3 separate regions of the Mus musculus genome follow, and all the other regions are linked to region 2. Evidence: chromatin contacts called from public Hi-C data. All regions are on one chromosome and are shown on one strand. Each heading gives the region's core, a stretch centred on a gene start, on an enhancer-like site or on the middle of the called end of the contact. The rest is flanking DNA. Distances are from core to core; before and after follow the strand shown.

Region 1 (4,678 bases), core at 2,021-4,520, 510 kb before region 2:
CAGAGCACTCTCTGCAGACAGGTGCGAGCCCTGTGCTTGAAAATGAGAGATGGAACTTTGGGTTCATCTCGTTCATCTTAGTTTCCTTTCTGCCAGAATCCCAAGATCCAGAACTCCTAACTCAAGTTGATAGCTAAGCCCTATGGCCTCTGGAGGTTCCAGCACCTCCCAGTAATGCTTGGTTTCCATAGCACCATAGCTTCAAGCTCTGTCCCATGGTTAGTTGCTCTTTGCATCTCTGGGTCTTCTTTTGTGTCTCCTATAAGAGTATTTATCATAGGGCTCAGTACCCACCCTCATAAACAAGGTGATTTCATCTCAAGATCCTTACCTTAATTACAACTGTAGAGAATTTTGTCCAGATGCATTCCCAGGGCCTGAGCACTAGGGCATGGAAAAATTTGAGGAAGAAGGGCCACCATTCAAGCCACTACAACGCCCCAAGCTTCCTCCAGGTCTGAAACATCTTCCCACCAATTCTTTCCTCTCTGCCACCAGATGCATCAAAATCCCTCATTTGCCTGTGCATATCCAAGAGCAAGATTTTGTTTCCTAGAACCCACCTCCAACAATGTTTCTTTATACAGTAAATATTAAATGTCTAGAAGAATTGTCTAGACATGGAGCTTTAAATTCCTTACCACCCACGGGTTCAGAATTCCTTAGAACCCAGCTTCCATCCTTACTAGTAAATTAAACAGTCCTCTCTATTTTTTTTCCAAGACCTCATTTCTCTTCACATCCCACACCCCTGTCCCAGCAGCATTGGTCTTTTGCTAATTCTGATCTAAAGCCTTATGTATTTTAAGATAGTTCTTCCCTCTTCCTAGAACACCTTCATGGTTCTCCAGGGAAATGGCACTAACTGATGAATATGTATATAGAAAGAAACTTATTTTGGGTATTGGTTCATGTCATTATGGAGGATAGCTAGGTTGAAATCTTCAGAGCAGTTGTACAAAGATTCAGAAAGATCCAATACTAAAATTTGAGTCCAAAGGATGCCAGGCTGAAGAACCAAGAACTGGTGTTGACATTCAAGTGAGCAGGGCACAGTTCTCTCTAGTACAGAAGGTGCTGGCCTTCTCTTCTATTCGGGCTGCAACAACTAAATGTGAGCCACGACGTTGTGAGGGGCAGCATCCTTGACTCAGAGTTCATCAATTTAAATCATACCTTCATTTTTAAATATGTTCTTAGGAACATCAAGTATATTTAGTCACATAGCTGAGAGCACTGTGGCACTGACAAGTCAAAAGACAAAATTAAACTTTACATTCAAATTGCTATTATAGATTGGAGATCATTCAAACCAAATTCTAGCCAGCCCAATGGAGAGAAGTTTTGCATCCATAGAAATAGTCCTGTCTCCAGTTATTGGCTGGCCACAGCTTAGAGACATGTGTCCTCAGCAACAGTGTGTGGCTAACCCAGAAGACAGAAGCTAGGCTGGTCATTTCACAGTCAACTCGGGTACTAGAGAACTACTAGGTTATTAGAGAGATGCTTCCTGTCCAGGACCTGCTGTGTCTGTCCTCAGAAAAAGTCAGGGCTGATCAGAATGTTCGTCTTTCGTCATGGCTGCCACTTTCTTGGCCTCTGTGTGTATGTGTTTGCTTTGCTTCTCCTGGCTTGCTGCCTCCCTCTCTAGCTCTTCTTTCTCCTTCTTTCTCCTTTCTTCTCTCTTCTTCTTGTCAACTCTGAAATAAATTTCTCCCCCATGGTAGTTTGAATGAAATATATCCCCACCACCAAAAAAAAATGCCTACTAATGCAGTCGAAAGGGACAGGGTCCATCCCAGACTTCTAGTCAAACTTGGCAGAGTCATCCACTTAAAGCTGGCTTTAGGGGCATAAAAAAATGCAAGAGTAAGGAAGTCTGGGATTCTCCCTTCCCATTTTCAGAGAGCCACTATGGCCAGGCAATGTGTGTCAATGCTAGAGTCTCTTAGAGAAGGTCTTAAGAGGGCAAACAACCTGAGAGTATTGCATAAAGGCAGGAAGATGAAGCCAGGGTTACTGTAGAGATCCCCTAAGATGCTGGATATGCTAGAGCCATGAGTCATTTGCCAAGGAAGAACTAGAAACAAGGATTGGAACTAGTCCAAGAGAGAGAGAGAGATGTAAGTGTGTTGCATGCAGCAAAACGCTCTAGATAGAGCCACTGACGGTCTTTGAAACTAAAGTCTCAGTCATGGGACACAGATCTACAAGATTGGGTGTTTCACCTGCTAGGCTTCAGTCTTACTTTGACCCAGCATTTCCTCACCATGCCCCCATTCCCTCCTTTCTAATGGGAACATATATTCTACACCCCTGGGTGACAGAAGTGGGTATTTTGCTTTCTGGTGTCACAGGAGTTGGACTACATATATTTTGCACTATGCTATGGCCATAAGCCTATGGGGACCAGAGATGGAATATGGTGGTCTGAATGAGAAATGATGTCCCATAGGCTCAGGTATCTGAACCACTGGTGGTCATGTTACAGCAAGGTTATGGGACATTTATGGCAAGAAGGCTTGCTGGAGCGAGGATGTCACCAGAGCGTGCCTTGAGATTTCAAAGCCTTGTTTGACTTCCAATTCACTCTTTATTTTCTGTGTGTGACTGAGAGACTGCGATACATCTCTCAGCTTCTTGCTCTGCCTTCCATGCCCCACTACCATTACGGACTTCTGGCCCTCTGGCTCTCTAGGCCAATATAAACTCTTCCTCAAGTTGCTCTTAGTTATAGTGTTTTATTACCACAGCAGGAAGTAACTAATCCATGCCCCCAAAGGGACCTGCCAGGCCTCCCCCCTTCTGCAGCTCTGTCCCGCATGCCTTGAGGCACATGAGCTGACTTCCTGAGTAATCTGGGATTATTGCAATGGAGCACTCTCTGTGTGCCTGGCTCTGCACAGAACCTCCCATTTGTATCTTGCCAGTTAGCCTCATTTAGCCCCTCAAGGAGATATTACTATTTCATTTTAAAGATACAGAAATTAAGCCTCAGAGGGGGCCACTGAGCCAACCCTCACACATCTTATAAAGTGCCAAAATTAAAACTCAGGTCTACACAACCCTAAAGTCTGTCCTCTAGTTAGGAAAAAAAAAAAAACTGACAATAGTCAGCGTATATCCTTTCAACTTGCAGGCCAACCAAAACACAGCTGGTTAAGGATGGGTTATCCTGATGTGACTCAGAAGCCATGTGGTACCACTCCTCACAGCCCAGAGGTGCCTGGTATAGCTGAGCACACAGCAAGTCTGTGGTGGCCACCAGCGCCACACTTGCCTGTAGAGGCACAGACAGCTGTGAAGGAGTTAACAGCTCTGGTGGAGAGTGTCTGGATGTGGGCCACCTCTTTTAAATACTAAGCCCCTGGTATCCTTGCTAATGCCATTCTCCCTGCTGCAGGTTTTACTCACAGGAGTAATGAATTAATTAGTGAATATGGGTGAGAAGCTCTTTGAAGTTGTAAAAAAAAAAGCCCACAGTACAGATGCTAAGGAAAGGAACCAAACAGACTAAATGAGATAGCCTGTGGGGGACAGTAGCTCTTGGTGATGGAGCCCACAGCTCTCTGAGGGCAAGTGCAGATAAAACAAAGAGAAAGCTCCTTGCAAGGGAGCCCAGCAGGGTCGAGAATCATGTCTTCAGTGTGTCTGCTATGACTTTTCTGTTGGTCTCTTCTGCTACAAGATTGTTGTATCATCTCAATTTCCATCCGGGGGCTCACAACAACCAAGGCCACATGTGGGGAAGATTTCTTACCACATCAATTATGGCAAAAGTGGTCACCAGGTAAAAGAAGAATTGGGAGGAAGAGAGAGAAAGACAGAGATGGAGAGACAGAGACAGACAGACAAACAGACAGACAAAGAGCAAGCAAGCATACCGTACTACCAGGAAGCTAGTCTTGTAATAACAGCATTAATCCAAATAGGAAGGCAGAATTCTGGTGGCTTCTTTAAGTCGTCCCTCTCAACACTGTTGCACTGGGAATTATGGTTCCAACATTTGCACTTGGAGGGGCACATTCAAATTATGGCAACAGTATATGGATACATTGTATGTAGTACACAATGTTAATTTTAAAAATGTGTTTTAAGACAGGCTTTCATCAGGCAACCCTGGCTGGTCTAGAACACATTGCACAGATCAGGCTGGTCCCAAACTCACAGAAATCCATCTGCCTCTTCCTCTTAAGTGCTGGGATCTTTAAAGGCCTCTGCCACCATGCCCAGCTTTAAAAACTTTACTGGCTTATGTAGTTCACATGGTATGTTTGCTAGATAGCACTGCTGGTTCTAAGCCAGGATCGACACCAGAGTGCCTTTCAGAGCAGTCACAGTCACTGTGTCAATCAAATCATCTTCAGAATTATGCAGAGTGGGTGCTGAAACCGTCTTATGGATGAGACCAAAGGAAATTGCTGTTGTTCTTGTTTGGGATCAGTGGTAGGGATGTGGTCTCAGTATATGGCATGGGATAGCCTGGAATTCATGAGGTAGCCCAAGCTAATCTCAGGGACAATCCTCCTATGTCAGCCTCCTAAACACTAGGATTCCAGGCTGAGCTACCACACCCTCCTAAAGAAATTGATATCTATGAGAAAAATGAAATACCGTACAGGCGGTGGCAATATTAAACAGTCATAATGGAGCCGGACGCTTCATCCTGACCCTGTAT
Region 2 (4,678 bases), core at 159-2,658:
GAAAGAAGATCACTTGAGCCTACGTAGCTTTGGAGGCTAACCTGGGCAACACAGCAAGACCATAGTTCAAAGTAAACCCTAAACAACAAAGGAAATAACTGTCTCAAACCCAGAATAACCACAAAAAGGCAGTCACTTCAAGTCTTCACATGCAGGAAAAAGCAAGCTCTAAGAGATGAAGCAATCATCTAGGCTAATAGAGAATTTGCATTTTAATTCACGGATGTATTTTTGTACAAAGTCAATTCTGACCCTAAGGCTCTACAGGATCCATCTTTTCAAATGCTCAAATAATTACAGCAAAAACAAAGCAACTGACCAATATGAATATTATGTACCAGCTCTGTAAAGAGCATTTTAGATACATTCCTTAATACTTTACAGCAACTCCAAATACGGCAGGTGTTAGGGAGATGTGGATGGGTGGATGGTTAAGGACCCTACAAGACATTCACTGCTATTTTACATCATCACTACTTATAAAGGAAAATAACCTGAAAGTTAAAGTCACAATGATACTAAAGTGGGCAGCCAGTGCATGATTCTGTAGTTCTGAAAGCCCAACATTACCCCATCCAGACAACCAAAGGATTATGTTCCCTCTGGGGACAGAGGAGGACCCCTCTCTTCATCTCACCTGGCCTCTCCTGCATCTTGGACAAAGTTCATCTCCAAAGAAAAGTGCTGAAGCTTTCACCACTGGTGGTGGCAACAGCCTGGAAAGGCCTCAGCTGAAGTTAATCTTCACCCTGAAGCACTTGCAGCTCCCTGAATGTGTCAGGTTCTAGGGAGCAAGTCATTTCTCACTCATTCTGAACATCTTGGGAGCAAAGGTGCCATGTGCCCTTCTGTCCCAGTCCATCTTTACAAGGATGCTTATGTAAGAGCAAGATCTCACAAGACTAAGATGGCGTCTACTTCCAAAAACTGGACCCCTGAGCCTGAGGTTCCTTAGTTGTGACCTCAACCCTCCTGGGCTCTCCCATATCAGCTCCAGAAACCATGAGGCATGGAGACAGGAAGGTAAACCAGAACAGGCATACTATCTGAGGTATAACAACAAAAGCTGCTGTCTTTGACTTAGGGGTTTCCTACCTCTCAAGCAGCCATGAAGCTTACAGGCAGGTTTGTCAGCTTTCATATCAGGACAAATACTCATCAATCTTTTCCAGTCTGTTTCTAGTACATGAAACAGCTACTCACCTTTAACCTGCAACAGCCCATGTGAAGCCTGTCCTGAAGGCTCTCTCATCTACAATTCCCACCAACTCCAGGGTTCCACATGGTTGCTGGGAAAAGGTTTTCATCACAGCACCTTTAGAGAACTAGTCATCAAATGAGTCCCAGCTCAAAACTCATACTCAGCACACATGAATAGGACTGCTTCAAGCTTGATGCTAAGCTCTATCAGGGGAAGGCATACCACGAAAACAGCAAATCCACACAGCTGGACTCCCGCAAGATCACAACCTTGCATACTTCAATGAACACTATCAAGAAAGTAAAATGCAGCACACAATAGGAAAAATACCAGCAGATCATGTCTTATATCAGACTTTTCTCTAGAATATATAAAGAACTTAGACACTGGATTTAAAAGTGCACAGGATATGAATAGGCACTTCTCCAGAGATTTCTCTAAGAGCCCAAAAGCATATGACATCATTACATAAATGCCAACTGAAACCATGCTGAGATACTAACGTGAGAATGGATGCTGAGCAGCACAATTAATAGTTACATTTGCTGCTGTGCTACACACAGCACCATGTGACCAAAAGCTTATCTGGGCTCTGGTCCCAGAGGATTTGAATCCATCTCGGCTGGGAGGCATGACATCAGGGAGCCACCTGCAAGCATGGTGCCAAGAAGGTGAGAGCTCACATTGCAAGAGAGAAGTAGAGAAAGCAAACTGGAAGCAGGGATAGGCTATAAAATCTGGAAGCCCTGAGACATCCATCCTCCAGCAAGACTGCACCTCCTAAACCTCTCCAAACAGCACCACCTACTGGGGACCAAGTAATGCAAATACCTGAGCCTAGTGAGGGCATTCCTCGTTCAAAGCACAAGCATCCAAGAATAATTTAGTAATATTAACAACCCAGGGTCCACCAACTGGTAGATCTACAAAATGTGGTATAGCTACATACTACATAATGGAGTATTATTAAACTATAAAAATAAATGAAGTGCTAACTGATTAAATGCTGATGGATCTAACAACACAGATGAACCTTGCTTGAAAACAAGAACACTCCAACCACAAAAAACCACATTTTATATAAAATTCACTTCTATATGAAATGTCTGAAACAGGTAACTCCACAGCTATAGAGCCATAGTAGATCAGTGGCTCCTGGAGAGACTGGCGTGCAATGCTAAAGGACGCAGGGTCTGCTTCCTTTCTTTTCCCTTCCTCACTTCCTTTCTTGTTGGTCTCCTCTCCTCTCATCACTATACAGCCCAGGCTGTCCTTGAACTCACAATACTCCTGCCTCAGTCTCTTGAGTAATGAAATTATAAGTATATAATATCACACCTTGCCAGGGGTTGTGGTTTTGAAATGATTGTGGTAACGGTTATGTGTATCCATGAATATAATTTTAAAAACCCCACTACATTATACATTTTACATGGGTAGATAATAAAATGGACAAATTACAAAAACGAAAAGGCTAATGGACTGTTAGATGGCTGGAGGAAAGACTAAAGGAAAAATAGACTGATATGGTGGTTTGAGTAGGAATGGCCCCATACGAAAAGATCTTTACCAGTCCTAATTCACATAGGGGGCTAATATCCAATATATATAAAGAACCCAAGAAGTTGGACTCCAGAAAACCAAATAACCCTTATTAAAAATGGGGTACAGAGCTAAACAAAGAATTCTCAACTGAGGAATACTGAATGGCTAGGAAGCACCTAAAAAAATGTTCAACATCCTTAATCATCAGGGAAATGCAAATCAAAACAACCCTGAGATTCCACCTTATACCAGTCAGAATGGCTAAGATCAAAAACTCAGTTGACAGCAGATGCTGGCGAGCTGGGATTGCAAGCTGGTACAACCACTCTGGAAATCAGTTTGGTGGTTCCTTAGAAAATTGGACATAGTTCTACCAGAAGATCCAGAGATACCACTCCTGGGTATATACCCAGAAGATGCCCCAACTTGTAATAAAGACACATGCTCCACTATGTTCAATGCAGCCTTATTTATAATAGCAAGAAGCTGTCTCCTGATATAGCTGTCTCCTGAGAGACTCTGCCATGCCTGACTAATATAGAAGTGGATGCACACAGTTATCCATTAGATGGAGCACAGGGTCCCCAATGAAGGATCTAGAGAAAGTACTAAAGGAGCTGTAGGGGTTTGCAGCCCCCTTGGAGGAACAACAATATGAACTAACCAGTAACCCCAGAACTCCCTGGGACTAAACCACCAACCAAAGAAAACACACAGAGAGACTCATGGCTCTAACTGCATATGTAGCAGAGGATGGCCTAGTCGGTCATCAATGGAAGAAGAGGCCCTTGGTCCTGTGAAGGTTCTATGCCCCAGTATAGGGGAATGCCTATGCCAGGAAGCAGGAGTGGGTGGGTTGGGGAGCAGGGGAACAGGGGAGAGGAAAGGGGATTTTTGGAGAGGAAATTAGGAAAGGGGATAACATTTGAAATGTAAATAAAGAAAATATCTAATAAAAAAATAATAATAAAGAATGGCCCCATACATGCATGTGTTTGAATGCATGGCCTATAGGGAGTGGCATTATTAGGAGGTGTGGCCTTGAAGTAGGTGTGGTCTTGAAGAAGTTGTGTTGCTGGGGGTGGGGCTGAGGTCTTAGAGGCTCAAGCTAGGTCTAATAGATCAATACACTTCCTGCTGCTTGCAAATCTGGATGTAGAACTCTCAACTCTTTCTCCAGCACCATGTCCGCTGCACACTGCCATTTTTCCTGCCATGACAGTAATGGACTAAGCTTCTAAAACTGGAAGCCAGTCCCAACTAAATGTCTTCCTTCATAAGAGTTGCCATGGTCCGGTGTCTCTTCACAGCAATAAAACCCTAATTAAGACAATTAAGCTTATGGAAAATTCCATTAAAACAAATTTTAAACAAACACTCTGCCCATAAAATTTCTTCAAAAAAGAATCTACATACCATATTTATAAATTTATTATTTACTAACTTAACTGTTTATACAAAGGCAATTAGGATTAATAAAGAGCAAGCTGATATATACACACATACATGTGTGTGAATTTGTTATACATACATTCAATTCAGCACAACAGAAGCTAATGGAATATGAACGTACTCTGTGGCTTCAGGCAAGCCACTTTACCCCTCTGACTTTAGCTATCTCTTCCATCAATGTCAGGTTATTTTCATCAAACTGTTAAGAGAGAATAAGTCTGGAATAAGGTCTAAAAGCAGTGGAATTACTTTATATTACTAGAATAGCCCTTGCCAGATAGAGAGTAAACAAATAAGAGTGAAACTACAGACATGTAGCAGGTTTTTGCAAAATAAAGCATTAACACACATAAGCTTCAGTATAAATATACCTGAATCTAAATTAACTTCAAAAGTAAGATTTGTCAGTAATCTATGGCATGGCAGCAGCTATAATGCTCTTTGTAAAAAATAATTTCTACTAGAAATTAACCGACCAGT
Region 3 (4,308 bases), core at 784-3,283, 400 kb before region 2:
TCCAACTGTCCAATGTCTGGGATCCAACTCACGATCTTCTGGGCTCCTCCAAGGGCTTGGGTCACTTCTCCAGCCAGGCCCTTTGTAGCACACGAGTCATCCTCTAGGCTCCAGATGCCTGTACTCCACTGCTGCTGCTGCTCTTGGTGGTCATCTCATGGTACTGGCATCTCCAAAACACTGCATGACCCCTTCAGTCCTGGGCCATCAATTGCAACTGAGGCTGCACTTTCACCAATGGCCTTCCATGGCCTCTCACTGTGCCAAGCCTCAGCTGCTCTGCTCAACTCCTTCATGCCTTCAAAACCAGTACCACCTGGGTGACCCTTACACATTACCAAGTCCAGCCACAGCACAAGGTACAACTTTGGCTATATCTGGAACACAGCCACTGTGCTTTCAGAAAATACTTCCCAGAAGATGTCACCTCAATGATGCTGGTCTCTTCTTAATCACCGCTAATTTCTTAGCTCCAGCTAACCAGCATCAATAGTCCCAGTAATGCAAAGTTTTTGCTTTAGTAGTTCTGGTATCTTGTTAATCACAGCTGATTCTTCAGCCCCAGCTAACCAGAACTACAGAATCTTCACAATCAAAACAGGAATGGCCCTGAAAAGAGTCTTTAATTTTCCCTCTGAAATTTCACACACCAGAGCTCCAACTTCTGCAGTGTTCTCAACATTATCTTCCAAGCTCCTACACAACATCCGACAGAGGTCTTAACAATGGATGGATCTTCAAGCCCAAAGTTCCAAAGTCCTTCCACAGTCCTCCCCAAAACATGGTCAGGTTGTCACAGGAATACCCCACTCCACTGGTACCAATTTGTCTTAGTAGTCAGGGTTTCTATTCCTGCACAAACATCATGACCAAGAAACAAGTTGGGGAGGAAAGGGTTTATTCGGCTTACACTTCCATACTGCTGTTCATCACCAAGGAAGCCAGGACTGGAACTCAAGCAGGTCAGGAAGCAGGAGCTGATGCAGAGGCCATGGAGGGATGTTCTTTACTGGCTTGCCTCACCTGGCTTGCTCAGCCTGCTTTCTTATAGAACCAAGACTACCAGCCCTGAGATGGTCCCACCCACAAGGGGCCTTTCCCCCTTGATCACTAATTGAGAAAATGCCTTACAGTTGGATCTCATGGAGGCATTTCCTCAACTGAAGCTCCTTTCTCTGTGATAACTCCAGCTGTGTCAAGTTGACACAAAACTAGCCAGTACACCTACCTAGTCTTCACAGCACCCCTACAAGGCAAGAGCTGTGATCATTGCTACTTTTGCAACAGAGAGTGTTGACATCCCAGAAAACTGAGTGACCTGCCTATGGTTCCCCCTACTAGCCTAGGATATCACTGGCCCAGCACACTGACTGATAAATTGTATTCTTTCTGAGGTTCCCGAACCCAGCCTACGTGTGTGGTGGCCTGTCTGATGCAGCTCCAGGCCTGGTCTTCGACATCATAGTAAGTGCCTCTGAGCATTTTCACATGTACACACCTCCTCTTGGGTACTCTTTCCTCCAGTGTCTGATTGCAGTGCCCGAGAAAACCCTGTGTTTCTCTGCATCGTGTGTGTGTGTGTGTGTGTGTGTGTGTGTGTGTGTGTGTGTGTATGTGTGTGTGTGTGTGTGAGAGAGAGAGAGAGAGAGAGACAGAGAGACAGAGAGACAGAGAGACAGAGAGAGAGAGAGAGAGAGAGACAGAGAGAGAGAGAGAGAGACAGAGACAGAGACAGATTCAGAGACAGAGAGAGAGGTATGGGATACATGTTACAGGGGTGGGCATATACACCACAGTGTGTGAGTGTGCATGCTTGTGTAGGCATACACAGAAGCCAGACAAGGACATGAAGTACTTTTCTATATTGTTCTCTGCTTTAGTCCCTGTGGTTGCAGGCACACATACCCATTCCTGGATTTTTATAAGGATTTGTGGGATTTGAACTCAGGACCTCACACTTGTTATGCACAGGTCGGCCCCAAGGCTGAGCCTTTGAAGCAAGCCTCTATGACATCATCCTGGACCATGGACTCTCACCTCTCTTGCTGTCTCATGTGAATGTTTCATTACTGAGTGACTCATAGGTACTTAGCTCACAGTGTACTTGTCTCTCCATGGGATTAGAAGCTCCCTAAGGGCAAGGCTTACCCATCTAGCCTATGACAGCCCTGTAGGCCCATGCCCAGTGTCACCTACACCCAGTCCCTCTCTAGCCAGAAATCCCTTCCTGTTTGGCTAGACTGACCCCATGGAGATGGGAGTGCCATGACCGGGGGGCACAGTGAATGAGATGACCCCTTCCAATAGCTTGCTAGAGCTGAAGAAGCAGATGTTGTACCAGGATGACTCAGGCAACCAAGATCTATGTTCTTGTAATTCTGGAGGCTGAAGTCCAAGAGCAGAGTGTAAGCAGGCTTGCTTTGACTCTCCTGGGCTGCCTCATGGCTGGCTCCTTCCTGTGTTCTTCTATAGGAAGTCTGGATTCAAGTTCCCTCTTTTGATGAAGAGCCCAGTTCTTGGATTAATATACCTCCCCAAGAGTCTCAGTAAGCATTACGACCCCAATGATATCAGTAAACATTACATAGTTCTTTAAGGGGCCTGTTCCCCAGTACAGGGACATTCTGAAGCCACAAGGATTCTTACTTCAATATATAATTTGAAATTCGTTAATTCAGCCTACAGTACATCTCAGCTTCCCTCTTTACTTCTGTTCCCATTGTCACCCACACACGAAATTAGACTCATTAAAGAGCAGGTTGGGAATATCCAAAATGCCAAGTCCAAGTGTCCAATGGCTGGTCCCAGGGTCCCCAGAAAGAGCCTGCAGCAAATACTGTCTGCTTTGATAATATTCTATGTGTCCACACTCATCACTGTCACCCAAGGCTGACCAGGAGAATGCTGAAAGGCACAGGATACAAGTGTTTTAAGGAAGCCATGTCCTTCACTGGCCAAGGAGGCCAGGCCAGTTCTCAGGCTTCACCAGAAGGCAGGCCTCTGGAGTTGCTTAGCAACTTCCATGCCAGATGTTCCTAGCCACCCACAGAGCTTCTGAAAGCTTCTCTTCATGCAGCCTTGGCACTTCCAGGAAAGGGAGGAAAATACCAAACAACTGATTGTCTTCTTCTAGTCACAAATTTGATAAAGGAAGAAACTATCCCTCTACTACCAGGACCCAGGGACTGGTCCCCACCCCAACCCCACAGCTTCTCTCCCTCTGCACAGTACAATTGAAATCCACCTCAAGACTATCCACTATGAGAACATGAAGTCCTTCCACAGCTCACCACATCTGCAAAATCAAGGTCACCCTCCATCCACATCGAGGTGATCAAAACCCTCTGCCTATGTCCCAGATTTAGGTCCCTGTGGCAAACCAGATGATTTAGGTTCAAATCCTATCTGTGAAATGTTCTAGCCATGTGACTTTGGAGAGTTTAACTAGCTTCCACATAAGTTAGGGTTTGGGTGAAAAATGCCCCGCCACCCCCCCACCCCCCACGAACATGTGTTTAAACAATTGGTTCTTAATTGGTAGCTCTGTTAGAAGAAGGTATGGAACTTTGGGGAGGTGGAGACCAGCTGGAGGAAATATGCCTCTGTTTATAGTCTGGCTCCACTTCCTGTCCTATATCTGTTCGCTGGTACCCAGAGATGTGAGTAAACACCATGGGAATTCTCCCCCCACCGTGACTTCCCCACCGTAAGGAATCCTCCAACTCTTATGTTACGTCTTATGAGGTAATTGCTCATAGCGACAAGAAAAGTTAGTAATATGTCATGTTCCAGTGTTATAACCCATAAAATATTAACCACAACAGTATTTTCTTTATAGCATTGTAACACAGATCAAATCCGTTGATGTGTGTGACGCATACAGAATAGTCTCTAGACTATATTACACTGCATGTAGACCTTGGTTAACTTAATCACACAGAGGCCCCATCCTTCAGCACATCCCACAGGAGGTGACAAGCTTTCCGAAGGATCCACAGGGACAAGGCATCATTCCTGTCAGAAACAGGCTTGCAGACCCAGGCCTTGAAGGGCAAGGAGGCACTTCCCATTGAAGTGGGTGTGGCGGTGCAGGAATCAGTCATGGGCACAGGATGATTGGAGGTTGGAAGAGTGTGATGTGTCTGGGCCGGTCCAGATGAATGTTGCTGGAACCGGAAGTGGGAAGTGGGCCCCTACCCCTGCTTTCAGCAAACAGAGAGTCAGTGGTGGGTCCCAAATGCAAGGGGAGGTCAGAGAACTTACATAGATAACAAAAGAAAGAAGGAGATACTGATCCTGGGCTCTAGG

What was found. A called contact is a pair of places that touch in the nucleus more often than the background predicts.
Region 1: a Hi-C map of the N1E-115 cell line shows a contact between it and region 2, with 10 times the contacts expected there. The contact joins two enhancer-like sites. A contact is called at or near these places in 2 of 15 datasets of contacts at CTCF or cohesin (the NIH/3T3 cell line and large pre-B cells), 2 of 484 Hi-C or Micro-C datasets (the N1E-115 cell line and nephron progenitors) and 2 of 115 datasets of contacts at active chromatin or transcription factors (T-cell acute lymphoblastic leukemia and trophoblast stem cells).
Region 3: a Hi-C map of bone marrow-derived macrophages shows a contact between it and region 2, with 21 read pairs. The contact joins two enhancer-like sites. A contact is called at or near these places in 3 of 15 datasets of contacts at CTCF or cohesin (CD8 T cells, the NIH/3T3 cell line and large pre-B cells), 5 of 484 Hi-C or Micro-C datasets (bone marrow-derived dendritic cells, bone marrow-derived macrophages, embryonic fibroblasts and 1 more) and 16 of 115 datasets of contacts at active chromatin or transcription factors (the NIH/3T3 cell line, T-cell acute lymphoblastic leukemia, Th17 cells and 13 more).

Annotation. Positions count from the first base shown.
Region 1 is chr15:59,907,058-59,911,735 of GRCm38.p6, reverse strand. No RefSeq gene overlaps it. Among named protein-coding and RNA genes, the nearest start is that of Gm36819, 86 kb to the right of the region's middle. Within about 2 kb of position 3,270, at least 4 of the 459 cell types and tissues checked have an H3K27ac peak or open chromatin away from gene starts, as enhancers often do. A contact at or near this core is called in the N1E-115 cell line, where this site is marked.
Region 2 is chr15:59,394,716-59,399,393 of GRCm38.p6, reverse strand. All of the region lies in intron 2 of Nsmce2 (NSE2/MMS21 homolog, SMC5-SMC6 complex SUMO ligase), which reads right to left. Among named protein-coding and RNA genes, the nearest start is that of Nsmce2, 23 kb to the right of the region's middle. Within about 2 kb of position 1,408, at least 47 of the 459 cell types and tissues checked have an H3K27ac peak or open chromatin away from gene starts, as enhancers often do. A contact at or near this core is called in the N1E-115 cell line, Th17 cells, bone marrow-derived macrophages and 1 more, where this site is marked.
Region 3 is chr15:59,797,401-59,801,708 of GRCm38.p6, reverse strand. No RefSeq gene overlaps it. Among named protein-coding and RNA genes, the nearest start is that of Gm19510, 4.6 kb to the right of the region's middle. Within about 2 kb of position 2,033, at least 49 of the 459 cell types and tissues checked have an H3K27ac peak or open chromatin away from gene starts, as enhancers often do. A contact at or near this core is called in Th17 cells, bone marrow-derived macrophages and pancreatic cancer cells, where this site is marked.